Regions from separate parts of the Sus scrofa genome. Here region 1 is linked to region 2. A link is a contact called in public promoter capture Hi-C data. All regions are on one chromosome and are shown on one strand. The core of a region is the stretch at or near the end of the contact, and the rest is flanking DNA. Distances in the headings are between cores, read along the strand shown.

What was found. Promoter capture Hi-C pulls out the DNA fragments that hold promoters and counts their contacts.
Region 1: a promoter capture Hi-C map of fetal liver shows a contact between it and region 2, with 4 times the contacts expected there. The contact joins the promoter of NPNT here to the enhancer-like site in region 2. A contact is called at or near these places in 2 of 5 promoter capture datasets (fetal liver and liver), 4 of 47 Hi-C or Micro-C datasets (embryonic fibroblasts, epiblast stem cells, fetal skeletal muscle and 1 more) and 1 of 2 datasets of contacts at active chromatin or transcription factors (skeletal muscle).

What each region holds. Positions count from the first base shown.
Region 1 is chr8:115,859,733-115,862,432 of Sscrofa11.1, reverse strand. It overlaps NPNT (nephronectin), which reads left to right and starts at 1,263. Exons shown (of 14, transcript XM_021101707.1): 1 at 1,263-1,945. The coding sequence starts at 1,875.
Region 2 is chr8:115,598,532-115,601,231 of Sscrofa11.1, reverse strand. TBCK (TBC domain-containing protein kinase-like protein) reads right to left here. Exons shown (of 26, transcript XM_021101700.1): 22 at 1,744-1,905. Among named protein-coding and RNA genes, the nearest start is that of TBCK, 120 kb to the right of the region's middle. Within about 2 kb of position 1,286, at least 2 of the 83 cell types and tissues checked have an H3K27ac peak or open chromatin away from gene starts, as enhancers often do. A contact at or near this core is called in fetal liver, where this site is marked.

The DNA of each region.
Region 1 (2,700 bases), core at 14-2,513, 260 kb before region 2:
CACTTACAAAAATTTTTCTGCAGAAAAAATATTTTGACTCCTACATTTTTGGAGTTCATTAGAAAGATCTGAAATGGATGACACCAAGCTGTTTGCCTAAAATAATGTCCCAAGCCTGAACTGGCATGAATATTTCCTGAGATTAAAATAGAAACTTGTTTTGCTAACAGAAAACAACTTGGAAATCAAAGAGTCACTTAAGTTGAAACCATTATTTTTCCTTTTCTTGCAGAAAATACACTAAGAGATCAGGATAGTGAAGTCACTGTCAGAGAATTTTCCATTAAAAATTTAAAATTGGAGAAATCTCAAAAAGATAATAATGATGGGGGAGTCTGTAATGTAACAAACTCTTTCAATAAACATTAATAAGCACCTACTACATGTCAGGCACTGAACAAAGAAACCTGCTCTGGCAGAGTTTGTATCCTAGTAGAAAGAAGACAGGCCAAGTAAGAAGTAAGCAAATTCTATAGGAAACAGATCAAATAAGTGGTTTGGAGAAAAGGCAAAGTAGGACAGGCAAGGGACATCAGGAAGGGACAGGCTGCAATTTTAAATACGGTGGTCAAGGTTGGTCTCCTCAAAGTGGTGATCTTTGAGCAAAGACCGAAGTGAGAATATGAGCCACGCAGATATCTGGGTCCGGGCAGAAGTAACAGTCAGTCAATGGCCTGAGGCAAAGGGCACGCCTGGAGTGTGAGAGAAAGGCACCGAGGCCCTTGATTAGGATTAGGACACATGCGATCGGGTCAAGAGGTATAGGAGGCCTTGGGCAGTCATTCCGGGAAGGGTTTGGGAAGAGAAGTGACTTGATTGGACTGATGTGTTCACGTGCAATTTAGGTTAATCACTGCGTGTTTTCACTTGAACACAGTCCTTTAGTACAATACGTTTTACTCTACAATAACAGCAATCATTGCTCAAAATGGTTTCTAAATGGTCTCCGCAAGATCAGGCACCACATCACTGCTAAGTAATAACTGCCCTCCCTGTCGGTCGGGCACGTGCCCCTGGAGAGGTAGCTGTTGATATCCCTCTAATGTGCTCAGGGTTGAGCCGGCAGAGAGAGAAACAGTCTGCAGTTCGCAGCCAAGCGTTTCCCTCTGTTGGTTACAAAATTAAAAAAAAAAAAAAAAAATCTGTTTCTGCCAACTCCGCGGGAGAAGCAAACTCCCAGAGTTTGCCTTTGCTAATTTGTCCAAGTCGTGCTTTGGTTTCACTAAATGCAGACACTGTTCAGCTCCAGTCCCACAGACCTCTCTCGCCTTGGACTTCGCCCTCTGGTGAAAGCTAGGCTTGTCCCTGCGGTCACCACCTGTTCGGAAGGAAGCCTCAGAGCATGCACCTTCGCCTGGAGCCCCTTTCCTCTCGGCTCACACTTTCCTGCCAAGCACCCAGCTCTCCCTCTCCCCGGCCAGGCTTGCAAGTTTCCTCCCAGCTTGGCGCTCGCCCCGCTTGGCCGGTCCCCAAGGGACACTGCTTTCCCGCAGCGCCCCCGCCCCCGAGCTTCCCGGCGAGGGGCCGAGCGCCCTCACCCTTCATCCCTGGCCGGTAGAGCAGCTAGTCGAGCGCAAGCGCGCCCCCCGCCCCTGCGCCCCTCCCCGCAGGCGGCGCAGCTCCCCCTGCAGCACCTCCCCTCACGGGGAGGGAGGTGGAGGGGCCCCGGACGCCGCGCGCAGACTTGCTCCCGCTGCTTGCCGCGCCGCTCTCCGCTGAGATTGGTAGCAGTAGTCGCGGAGGCTGCGGGGGTTCCCAGCTCCCGCAGCTCCTCCGGGGTAGAGCAGGAGGCGAGCGCGCCTCTCCCGCGCCTCCTGTATCCCAACCTGCTCCTCGCGCGCTGCTACGCCGCTGCCCGGGACTCGCCGCTCAACATGGATTTCCTCCTGGCGCTGGTGATCGGGTCCTCGCTCTACCTGCAGGCTGCTGCGGAGTTCGACGGGAGGTGAGTGGGCCCCCGGGGCTCCCTCTCCTGCCCCATCCCATGCTAATTTCACCCCGGCCCTGGGGTCCTCTCTCTCTGTTCTCCGTCAAGTTGGGCCCCCGCACACCCTCGGCGGAAGCAGAGCCGTCGAGCCGCCTTTCTACCAGTGGAGGTGCCCCAGGCCTGGAGGGCGCGCCCCCTGCGCGTCTGGGAACCAGCCGAGGTCTTGCGAGCTGCCCACCCCCGGCTTGGGAATGAGGGCGGCAGAAAAAGGGAGGCTCGAGTCCGGCATCTGGGCTCTGAGGGCACTGGTGAGCCGCCCCAGAGGAGGTGACATGCGGGGCATCCCTCGGCCAGGAAACTCCCTGTTAATTTAAAGAGCTCTGCAGTGGGGAAACTTCCAGGTGGTCGGGGCTGTCAGGGCCGCTCACACAAAGAGTGGGGGAAAGGAAGCGACTGGGCTTCCAGGGGGGGACCTGTTTGCCTCCTCACTAGGTTTCCTTGAGGGAGGGCACACACAGTAATTATTGGGGGGGGGTAACGCTGCGTGTGTGCGTGTGTGTGTATGTGTGTCTGGGTACGCACGCACACACAGATCCCGAGACCGAGGGCGAGCTTGATTGCAGCGTGCTCTGACAGGTTCCAACAACCTCAGGCTCTGCTCCGCTCCGCTGTCATTCAGCCTGTCCTCCCGCCGCGGCGCGCGGAGCCCTCTCCCCAGCCGCCGCCGGTGTGTGTGTGTGTGTGTGTGTGTGTGTGTGTGTGTGTGTGTGTGG
Region 2 (2,700 bases), core at 37-2,536:
AATCTTATTTTAATGGACAAGCAGAGTTACCACTAATCTGCCTATGTAATATGAAAACAGATTGCTTCATCAGTAACTGGAACTTTTGTGGATGGAATCAGAAAGGTATTAAATTTGCCTGACTTGAAAATGCAAAATCATCATTCCTTATATATTACTTAGAGCTGACAAGATAAATTCCTTTAATCCTAATAAATCATCCTTTATTTATTCTGGCAAGTTAGGAACAATGGGAAAACATCTGCAGGGTACAGATAGTATTCATAGTTTGTTAAACTAGATCTCAGTAACTATTCACCTCCAACAAAAGAAAAAAAAATAACTTGATTTTCATAATATCCCAGAAAAATAACATAATGACTAAACTACTATTTATTCATATCAACATTATTAAAATTTGATAAATTAGAAAGATAGTGATACTTTTAATTTGAGGGGAAGAAGGGAGAAGTTTTAAATAAATCCAATAATTTTTATTATTTTCTTAAAAAGGAAAAAGAGAAATAGTGAAGTACCAAGTATAGCTCATCCATTAAAAATACAAATTGGGGTAAGTGGCAAGTTTCTTATTTTTCCGGAGAGTGATTATTAAATATATAATCTTAAGAAACCTTTCTTCTATTCATTGTTTGGTTTTCAGGCAGATTTATCTTGAGTAATTTTAAGTGTGTTTATTTTCAACAATTACTTGTGCCTGCCTGAAAATATGGAGAACAGCAATAAACTTATATAAGGTTTGGAACCAGTGAAATCGTTTGAAGAAAGAATTTTTCTACCTGAGAAACATTTGATTTCTGAAAAAAATGTAGGTTTTTTTCCTCCACAGATTGGTACGCTTTGGTATCCTATGGAACCATATTACTTTCATCTTGTCAACCACTGCATCAAAGCTTAAACCATAGTTGCATTCCGTATTTCACACTTAAGCATTCAACTCCGAGATTTACAAGCTCCTCACTTGTGAATACAATATTTGGCTTAACTAACTATCCTGCATTGTATAACACCGAATTTCCCTGGAGTGTGATTTGCTTTCTCAAGAGGATGGTGTTTCCTTTCCTCAAACTGCCAAATTGTTAACAAGCAGCTGTGGATAGGAGAGAGCAAAGTTCCATGTGAATTATGTCTTTGTATAAACTTCGATTCTCAAACACTTTCCCAAGTGGCCTTTATTTACTTTCTATCAGCTAAAGATAAACAAGCCTATCCTAAGCAAAAGGCAAATATGTCAAAGCACCCCCTCTCCTTTACCTTTTTGGTGGCATTACATGATAACATGAAGGTAAATGACAGTGAGCTAGTATGACCCAGTTTTGTATCTACAATTCTGGGCTAGCAGAAGAGGTAGTATACACAGGAGAGAATACTGAGAAGGAGGATGAGGCTCAAAATCAGAAGAGATATTGAAGGCTTGTATGCTTATTTTTGTAAATTGCTGTAAGAATTGTCTCATTTTCCTATAATTAAATTTCATTTGGTGATCCCATTTATTTTATTTTATTTTTCCCTTTCTGGCTGCACCTGCAGCATATGGAAATTCCCAGATCAGGGACTGAATCCAAGCCACAACTGTGACTACACCTCAGCTACTGCAACACAGGATCGTTCACTTGCTGTGTTGGGCCAGGGATTGAACCTGTGCCTTTGCAGTGACCTGAGCCACTATAGTCATATCCTTATCCCACTGTGCCACAGCAGGAACTCACTGGTGACTTTTACATATCTAGATCTATATCTCCATACCTGGTAAATCAGAGAAGAGAAGAATACACTCATTAAAGCCATTAGCCAAAAGCCGGTCACGCAGCTGCTGAAGAATCGCTACACCAATACAGAATGGAAAGGAGGAATTCCCAAGTAGTAAAGTATCCCAGAGGTGGAAAATTTTGTGCAGTGGAAATACATCTGTAAAATGACAAATATAAATAAATTAATTAAAAATTTAAAAAGTGAAACAGTAACAAGCTGCTTCACTAGACATATGATAATCCCCTTATGGTCAAAACTATTAAAGAATAAATACTACCAAACTGTTATAATAAAATGTTATTTGGCCTTGTAGGTTTACTGCTTCCTAAGGTATCTTAAAAAATTGAAAATCAGATTGATCAAATAGATGACATTTTCTAACCTCCATTATTAATTTCAGTTAGTTGTTCCATTCAATATATTTCTTCCTAGAATTTTCCAGTTATATTATTCTTGCACATTTATTAGAAGAATGTTAGTATTGTTATAGATTCAGTATCATTACACTTCTATTATATACTCTAAGAAATGCTTTTTGAAATTCCATCAATTTTCTATTTTTTTGCAACTTTCTTTTTTCCTTTAACAGTAGTCTGGATATCTTTCTAGGCCAGTGCATACAGATATACTTTAATATTCCATTTGTCATATGTACATACCTAAGCAGGATATCTACTATATTAATATATAATTGATTAAAGCATTACTTATTCACATAAACTGTTTAATTTCTAGAGGAAATCTAGTTTAGGAAATAAAAGTAATAGTTATTAGATAATCTGTAAAAATTGAGTCTGATTTGGTAGTAAAATTTGTCTTCCAAAATTTTATGTAAATATAGTTAATATTAATTTATTTTTCAATAGAGAGCAGAGATTTTTTTTGAATGTCATCACATGTAAGATAGGTTTTCATCCAATAGAAAGAACACTTTTTTTTTTTTTTTTTTTG